Linked DNA regions of Hordeum vulgare: region 2 is linked to region 1. A link is a contact called in public Hi-C data. All regions are on one chromosome and are shown on one strand. The core of a region is the stretch at or near the end of the contact, and the rest is flanking DNA. Distances in the headings are between cores, read along the strand shown. Region 1 holds the start of LOC123431291 (auxin response factor 22-like). Region 2 has its middle 450 kb from the start of LOC123431302.

Region 1 (4,570 bases), core at 1,305-3,804:
GATAGATGGGGCTTTGAAACAAACGAATGACTAGAAATCAAGCTGTTGGTAACGAGGACTCCGATCTCCATAAGAGAAACTGAACAAATCTGACAGATGATGTAGCTTGTAGATTGTTGTAGGCAAAAGTTTGACCCTTCTACTGTGTACGGCATTTCATTAGATTTGTGTACAATTTTTTCTGGTCCCAGGTTAATGTAATTAGATAAATAGCTTGTCATCTACATTAGTCACACATAACCATGCTAATGATTATGTTTCTAGTTCAAAGTTTGCCAACCATTCCCATGCCCTTTGGATGCTTCATGTTGGGTGCTCAAGAACGAACATCAAGCTGTGACATTTGAGCAACCGATGGTTTCAGTGAAACGAAACGCAAATGCTTTTTGCGTTTTCTCGAAAAATGGTGGTGTAGTATTCAAGAAATTCGGATGTCATACTAAAAGGAATAAGGAAGTTCAGGAGCCCACTATTGAGAAAGAAGAGAGCTGGTACTTGAAGAACATGCAAACTGATAATCCAAATTTGGAAACCAGCAAAGCAACTAAAGGACCACAAGCCTTTTCCTCCATAACTACTATGTGATTGTGAATGCCGTATTCCAACAGCTTTATTGATTGTTCCACCGATTCATACAAAGTCAGAAGGAATCGAAGGACGATGCGATGTTTTACTCCAGTAAATCTATGCCAGTTATTGAACTAATTAATAGGTTAATCTGTTGATATCAGGGGGTTAGGGAATCATTATTATTACGAATTACTATTAATTTGGCAACATTGTGCGGAAAGCTGGTCATGTTTTGCATGTTAGTACCTTAACTTCTACTTCTTCTGTTTCTAAATATAGGTCTCTTTAGAGATTTCACTACGGACTACATACGAAATAAAAATAGCGATCTACACTTTAAAGTATGTCTATATACATGTGTATGTAGTCGTCAGTATTGAAATCTCTAAAAAGACTTATATTTTGAAAAGGAGGGAGTACTAGTACTACCATTTAAGGCATCTGAATGAGAAGCCTTCATACTTATGTTGTGTAAATGATGCAGTGCATTCATCCCTTGCAGTTCCATGTAATGTAACTAGTAGTAGTAGTATGCATCTTTATTGAGAAGAAAGGATGGAGTGCAAGTATGGATATCATCAGAGCGAGCAAACCTGAAGAAGTCTCCATGGTGAATTCGGCCATCTGAGTGGATCGGCAACCTGAACAGAAGATATGGTCCCCATAAACCAGCTAATTCTTGAGGAATCCTCGGTCTCAAAGGCCATCTTGAACCTCATGCCAGGGCACCAGTGGATCCTCATGGCAGCCTGCATCGCCGCGGCCTTGACAACAAACTCCGGCGTGCTAGCTCTCGGGTAGTAGACTACCTCAAATGGCTGGCTGTTGGCGGCGAGGGTGGCCGCCTCCACGACATCGGCGATCTTCACCTTCCCCCTGCCCTTGACGTAACCAGCGGGGCCACCATTCATCATCTTGTTCTCCTCGTCCTTGAGGAAGGCCGAGAAGCCCCCATACCCAGGTGCGTTCCAGCCGGATATGCACTCCATGCCCCCGCAGGTGACCCTCTTGGCGCGGCGTATGCCGACGCAGAGCTCCCCGTGCTCGGTGCGCAGGAAGACGATGGAGTCCCCCGCGACGAGCTTCTTCTGGTTCACGAAGGTGCTCCATCCCGTGGTGAGCAAATGCCGGCGCGGCGTGCCCCGGTAGATGTGCCGGAACTTCCACACCTCCCCGTGCACGTCCTTGGCGAGCACCGTCTGCACCGGCGGGTCAGCCCTGTAGTCAAGCTTGGGGAAGATGGTCTCCGCGCAGTAGCGCGGCACCGAGAAGCCGCCGCCGTTGTTGGCGTCGGACTGCGTAAGCGTCTTGGCGAAGGAGGAGAGCTTCTCGCGCGCCTCCGGCGGGTCGCTCCCGAGCGGGCCGAGCCCCTCTGGCTCCCGGAACCCAGCCTCGCCGGGGCCGACGGGCACCAGCCGGATCTTGGCGAACACCTCGTCCGTGTCCGGATCAGCCAAGAAGCGCACCCCTGCGACGCAGCAGAGCACGAGGGCCGGCAGCGGACGCGGGCCGACCGCCGCCGCGAGCTCGGCGGCGCCGCCGCCGTTGGCGTGTTCGGCGTGGCCCTGGGGGAAGTAGTAGACGCGCGAGCGCGCCGGCGGCATCTGCACCATGCCGCCCGCGCAGGCGTGCCACAGCTGCGGGTCCAGGCACCTTTCCGCGCCCACCTCCTTCATCTCCACCCAAAACCACCGCCAGGAAATGCGATCACTTGTTCCAACACAGGAGCAGACCTGCCATCAAACCGCCCTCCATCAAATTCGCAGACCCCGAACGGGAACCGAACTCCACACGCAATCCTTGTTCCATCATCATCAAAAGAAAAGAGCAAATAAACTGGACCGAATCATGAAAAGCAACAAAGGCAAGCACCTGTTTGGCCCGCGCGCATGGCCTCCCTCCAATTGGCGGATCACGAGAAATGTGAACGCCCAGAGCCGGAACGATAAACAAAGCGAGCAGAGGAAAAGAAAAAAAGGGAAATCTACATCAGGCGACGCCGCCTCCCCTGCCCTCCCCAGGCCCCCTGCAACTCCATCCCAAGCCCAAGAACCGTCGCGCCGGTCAAAAGTAAACAGAATAAATATCGAATCCCTGGTGTCCGGAACCCAAAAGGCCCCGATTTTTTCCGTGTTCTTGAGGGAGGACGAGGACGAGGAGGGAGGGAGTGGTGTGCTACAGCGGCACAGTGGTTTGGAATTATGGCGAGTTCTTTGGATGTCTTCCCGGCCATTAGATAGGGAGATTGGAGGCGCCCGCTTCGCTGCTGCAGTGGCCTGGCCGGGCGCCCCAGTGGATCACCTGCGCCGGACCGCACAGCCAACAGCGACGCCCACCAACCATCGGTGACCGGTGGGGCCCAGGCTGGCGGGGCCCACGTGTCGGCGATAAAGGATGTGGGGCCGCGTGCCTGCCTCTTTCTGCTGTCGGTGGGCCGCGGCCGTGATGGCATGGACTAGGAAGCAGAGGGGGTGGCGACAAGAGCGGAGGGTTTTCGTCTTGTTTTTTAGTGTTATTTCTGAATCTGATGAAAAGAGGTGGCAAACGTTTTTAAAATTCAGTTGAGTCTCAGATCTCAACCAATTTATTTGGGCTCGCCGCTGAGGTGGTGAGGCCCGAAAGAAAAAAAAACAATTGAGATGGTCACTCGTCTTCTGTTGGGAAAGGGAGGGAAGCGGCGAGAGATGATAATAATAAGCTGTCGAAATTTGGTTGTTTGGGAAAGAAGACAAGAGAGGGCATTTGTGCGCCGCGGCCGTGAGAAAGTTGGCAGGGGCAGCGACTGATTGCATGATCCGGAAATGGGCGAATCTTGTGCCTTGTTCGTCTCGACTCCTCGCCCTCCCTTTCCGGCGCGGGGGCGAACCGATCACCGGGAATTCAGAGCCAGGGCAATCGACCCACGGAACACCGATGGGGACATGTCGCGGCAGGCAGCGGCTCTCCTCCTCTGCGTCGCTCGCTGCAGCTGGCCGCGGCCTCCCTCTGCATGCAACATATACCATGAGTGCTCCGCTTGCTTTGCTGTGCTCCAAATAAATGGTCTTGCATCTTCTTCTTTTTTGAGCATAAATGGTCTTGCATTGCATCTTGGTGGTAGTAGATGGCCACTGAGTTTGTGAAGTGGAGGGAAAAGTGTACAGGTCTCGGGGGTTTTGTGGCGTGCCGACTCGTCGTGGAAAGTGGAAACGCTGTCGTTTCTTTTTGCTGGTGGGACGCCGTTGGATCCAAGAAAAGAGAGCGGGGAGGAGGCGCCGTGCGCGGGGTTTCGGACGATTGGATGCCTCCGTGCCCCGAGGCCGCCCGTGCGCGTGCGCCACTGGCCGACCGCCCAAACAAAAGTCATCCCCATGATCCCATCTCCATCTCCATCCCCTAGCGGATCGTCTCTACTACTACTCCGGCCTCCTGTCCTCCGCGCCACTTACAGCAACTTGCAGAAAAGGAATTGCGAGCATTTGAATGTCACGTCGATTTTAAGGGGCGGTTGGGATTTTGAGGCGCCGCGCTGGACCAGGACAGCGACCTTCCACGAAGCACTGTTGAGCATTTTCCGTCATGTCCCGACGGGTACTGTTCACTATACGACATCCGCGCAGTTTTTGGAACCGCAATTAAGGGTCCTTTGGTTGGTGACTAATTTTGTCAAATCAAAGTGTGGCAAGCCATCAAAGTGTGGCAAGTCACAAAGTGTGGTTGAAAAAACGAATGTCAAACTTTGGTAAAAGTTGATAAAAAAAATGACTCTATGACAAATGGGCCACAGGGGCAATAAGTGTGGCAAGCCAAACTGTGACAAAAACCAAACACATACCAACAAAAATGTGGCTGTCAAATTTTAGCTTGGCAAAGTGTGGCTGGGAACCAAACACCCCCTAAACCACCGGATCAACGTGTGGACTGTGGACAGCCGTTTCGAATCAACTTCAACGGGCCGATCTAAGCCCTGTTTGGAATTACAATAAATTATGATAATCTGAATTATGAAGATAGATTATAT
Region 2 (4,522 bases), core at 450-2,949, 470 kb before region 1:
TTTTTCACAATTTCCTTTGCGACTCCGACGATTCATCGTCCGATGACGAGGAGGAGATACTGGCTGCCGTGTTGTCCATCATCACCTCAACAGCCAGCGGCCGTTGTTCCGTGGCTCCATTCTGGGCCACCTTCCGGCGTTGAATCGCAACCGAGAGAGCGGGCATTTCCTTCTTTGTAAGGACTACTTTGATACAACAAACCCATTGTTCAAACATCAAAAATTCCGCCACCGTTTCCGTATGAGTAGGCATCTTTTCAACTGTATTAGAGAGGGGGTGGTCGGCTATGATGACTATTTCGAGTGCAAAGAGGATGTTGTTGGCAAGATAGATTTTTCCTCTTATCAGAAATGCACTGCCGCCATCCGAATGCTTGCATACGGAGTGCCCGGTGATCTCATTGACGAGTACGTCCGTATGAGCGAGTCTACTTGCCTAGAGTCCCTGTATAAGTTCTGCAAGGCTGTTATTGTTGTGTTTGGTCCTGAGTACTTGAGAGAGCCGACTGCTGAAGATACATCCCATTTGTTGGCGATGAATGCCAGCAGGGGCATCCCAGGGATGCTTGGTAGCATAGACTGCATGCACTGGGAGTGAAAGAACTACCCTTTTGCTTGTCAAGGGCAGTATAAGGGCCATGTCAGGGCTTGCACTGTCATATTAAAGGCCGTGGCGTCTGAAGATCTCTGGATCTGGCACTCTTTCTTTGGCATGGCCGGATCACACAATGATATCAACGTGCTTCAGCGTTCGCCGGTGTTTGCTAGGTTTGTCGAAGGCAACAGCCCACCGGTGAACTTTACAGTCAACAACCACAAGTACGACAAAGGATACTACCTGGATGACGGTATCTATCCTCAGTGGGCCACTATTGTGAAGACAATACCCAACCCTGTCAGAGAGAAGAGGAAAAGATTTGTCCAAGAGCAAGAGAGTGCTAGGAAGGATGTCGAGCGTGCCTTTGGTGTTTTGCAATCTCGATGGGGCATCGTTCGATATCTTGCTAATACCTGGAGCACGCAGAAACTGTGGGAGGTGATGACTGCGTGTGTGATCATGCATAATATGATCGTAGAAGACGAGCGCCCGGAACGTATGTACGATCAGTTTCAGGGTGAGAATGTTGTGCTGAGCATGAAGGAGCGACAACGTTTGAACAGTTCATTCAATTTCATCAAGACATGCGTGATTGGGAAACTCACGTGGCAACTGCAAAATGACTTGGTTGAGCATATGTGGACTCATGTTGGCAACCAATAGATTTACCTTCTTTTATTCGTTTGCAAAACTATGTAAGAACTATGTGAGACATATTTATTTTTATTCGGCTTGTAATAACTATGCTATTTTATTCGGTCTAAATTATGTTTTTTTGATTCAAATTATGCAAATTCATGCAAAATAGGGCAGTCACGTCGGCACATATGGGTCGCGCGCGTTGGACGCGCTGTCAATCCATATCTAAAACAGGACGGACGCTGGTCGGTTGGCCGATCCAAACGGATAAAAAAAACGAACAAAATCACTTTGGATCGTCCCATTAAAGTTGCTCTAGGTTTTAATTTTATAAGACATTGATCTGCTACATGTGATCTTCGCCAATTTGGCAAGCAATACGTTTTGTCTTCACTTGCCTGTCCCATGCACGCATGCCTCACCTTTGATTGCTACGCACGCATCCATGGCGATCAACCGATCGAGTGGTCCAGGCACGTAGCTATAGCTAGCCATGCCAAAAAAATCGTAGGACCCATCCACGCATGCACATCCATCCATGGCTAACGGGAGCTTGGGAGCCAAGAATGGTTGTAAGGCATGAGAAGGTATACACTTTATAAGAAAAAGAAAACAATAAGGTAGACACAGGTCCCGTCCTGGGATTTTGGGGCCCGAAACGAAATTTAACCATAAGTCCTTTAATTTTTTTTAAAAATGATGATATATTTGTATAAAAATTTAATGAAGATTGTATCAAAAGAAAAAGTGAGATGAGGTCATGAGGCGTATTCGACCAAGTGTTGGTTGCAGCAAACGAGAGAAGGGACGATCACATAGGAGATAAGCTAAAAAAAATTTCGTACAACAAACTAAACTATGCTCGTGAGTGTGGTGTAACCGATAGGGTCGAGAGAAAAATTTGTGATGTAAAATGCCTAATTAGCAAGATGAGAACCATGATCTACCCACGCCAACATATTTAAACCAAAATAGATTTTTTTTAAATGGTGGCTATCAATTTAGAACTTGTAATCAACATTTAAAAATACATGTATTATATTATATTAATATAAATTCGTAAAGTCAAGAGTTACTTTGTTGTCCCTGATCCAAACTCCTTGTAGGCCATGGGTGTCATCCTTATCCCGGTTATGTATTTAGGGTACTCCAGATTGCAAAGGAGAAGCACACAAGTATCTAAGTTTATCACAAATTTCATCTTTTGGAAACAGTATCTAAAAAAATAGAGGAGAATTCCTGCCCAGCCTCACTATTATGGCCCACCACCACTTAACCATCAACCAACGTTAAGAAGAAGAAAAGGCAGGCCCACTCATCCAGATCGCTAAAGAAAACATACGCGTCTCCTTCTTCGAGAAGACAGGGACATCTGAGCTCCTAGTCGCCGCTCACTGCAGCAACCAGTCGGGGCTTCGCACCCGGCGACCCCGACTGGGTCAGCCCAGTAGGTGCACAACGAGCGTATTTTTTTCTTTTCTACTTTTTTTTTCTTTTTTGGGTCGTTATTCCTTCGGTTTTCACCTTTTTTATCAAAACGTACAAACATTGAATTTTTTAAATTATTTTTTGAAAACATAAACTATTTTTAAATAGGGAACAAATTTGAAGGCGAACAATTTTTTAAAAGACAAACATTTTTTGACTCTTGAGAACAAAAATTTAAACTAACAACAATTTTGAAAAACCAGAACAAAATTGGGACCGTGAACAAATTTTAAAGCACGAATATTTTTTGAATTTTCAAAACAAAATTTTGAACAGGAGAACAAATTTGGAAGCGTGAATATGTTTTTTAAAAAACAATATTTTTTTTAATATTGAGAACAAATTTTGAAAATGAGAACAGTTTTGAAAAACCTTGAACAAATTCATAAATGTGAACAATTTTTGAACATATGAACATTTTTCGAATTTTGAGAACAAATTTCGAAAAACAAGAACATTTTTTAAAAACGTTTTACAAAACTCCAAAACATTTTCTGAAACTCCAGAACATTTTTATGAAAATCTAGAACATTGTTTTAAATGAAAAAACATTTTTCGATTTGAATAACAATTTTTGAAAATGCAGAACATTTGTTTTGAAAAGAACGGAATTTTTTTTCGAATTTGAAGAACATTTTCTGAAAACCCAGTACATTTTTTGAAAATACAGAACATTTTTGTAAAAACACAAACATTTTCCGAAATTGAAAAACAATTTTTGGAAATCCCAAACAATTTTTGAAATCCAGAACATATTTCGAAAATCAAAAACATTTTTGAAACTTATCTCACGAATGAAAAATCCGGATTTTTTTTTCAAATTCCGGAACATTTTTTACAATTCCGGAACATTTTTTCATATTCCTGAACATTTTGTCAAATTCCGGAACATTTATTTCAAGTTCTGGAACATTATTTTGAAAATCTGAAACATCTTTATAAAAATTACAAATTTTTTTTTCATATTCCAGGATATTGTTTCATATTTTGGAATATTTTTTAAAATTCTGAAATATTTTTATAAATCCAGAACATTTTTTAAAACATAAACAGAAAAAAAGAAAGAGAAAATAATGACGAAAAAAAACGGTTTAAGGAACCTTCTAGAAGGTTCCCAAAACAGGAAAAAACCAGTTGGGAAGCATGGAAGGTTCTCGAAACCGGGATCTGTGGAACGCTCTAAAAGGCCGGCCCAGTGCGTCCATCGCTCACGTCATCGTGTGCGAAGCTTTGACAATTGGACACAGTGAGGAACATATAGGATTTTCCATCTTTTAGTCCGTTCTAATGGTGCCTTGGATGGCAGTTGGGATCAAGATACTTCACATTTGCACAAACCTAGTCTGAGGGGGGTGGGGGCTCGGATTTGGGGGCCTGAGGCGGCCGCCCTGTTCGTCTTCCCTCAGGGTCGGGCCTGGGTACACACTTGTCCATATTTTTAACACGCAGTAGTATTGTTTTACTCTACAATTTTGTAAGCAACGTTTGTCCGGAAATGGCTTTTGGAGGCCGAGCTCATGAAAGTCTTCAAATATAAAATATAAAAATTATTTAATTTATATTTTTATATTTTAGAAAAATTTGAATAAAAACACAGAGATAGATGAAGGCATACCACACATGTGTGTAAATTTTTAGAAAAAAATACGTTGAAATATGGCCTCTTAAAAAACAAATCTGAAGCTTTTTAACACATGCCACTATTCATCCTCCCACATCATGAATTATTTTTTTAAATGAATCGTATTTCAAGATATTTCATCCTAAAGATTTACACACATGCAAATAACATCGCTG

The links. A called contact is a pair of places that touch in the nucleus more often than the background predicts.
Region 2: a contact with region 1 is called in a Hi-C map of seedling, with 3 times the contacts expected there. The contact joins the enhancer-like site here to the promoter of LOC123431291 in region 1. A contact is called at or near these places in 1 of 6 Hi-C or Micro-C datasets (seedling) and 1 of 1 datasets of contacts at active chromatin or transcription factors (embryo).

What each region holds. Positions count from the first base shown.
Region 1 is chr1H:283,690,692-283,695,261 of MorexV3_pseudomolecules_assembly, reverse strand. It overlaps LOC123431291 (auxin response factor 22-like), which reads right to left and starts at 2,554. Exons shown (of 4, transcript XM_045115116.1): 1 at 2,443-2,554; 2 at 1,164-2,303. The coding sequence starts at 2,246.
Region 2 is chr1H:284,158,923-284,163,444 of MorexV3_pseudomolecules_assembly, reverse strand. No RefSeq gene overlaps it. Among protein-coding and RNA genes, the nearest start is that of LOC123431302, 450 kb to the left of the region's middle. Within about 2 kb of position 1,699, at least 3 of the 3 cell types and tissues checked have open chromatin away from gene starts, as enhancers often do. A contact at or near this core is called in seedling, where this site is marked.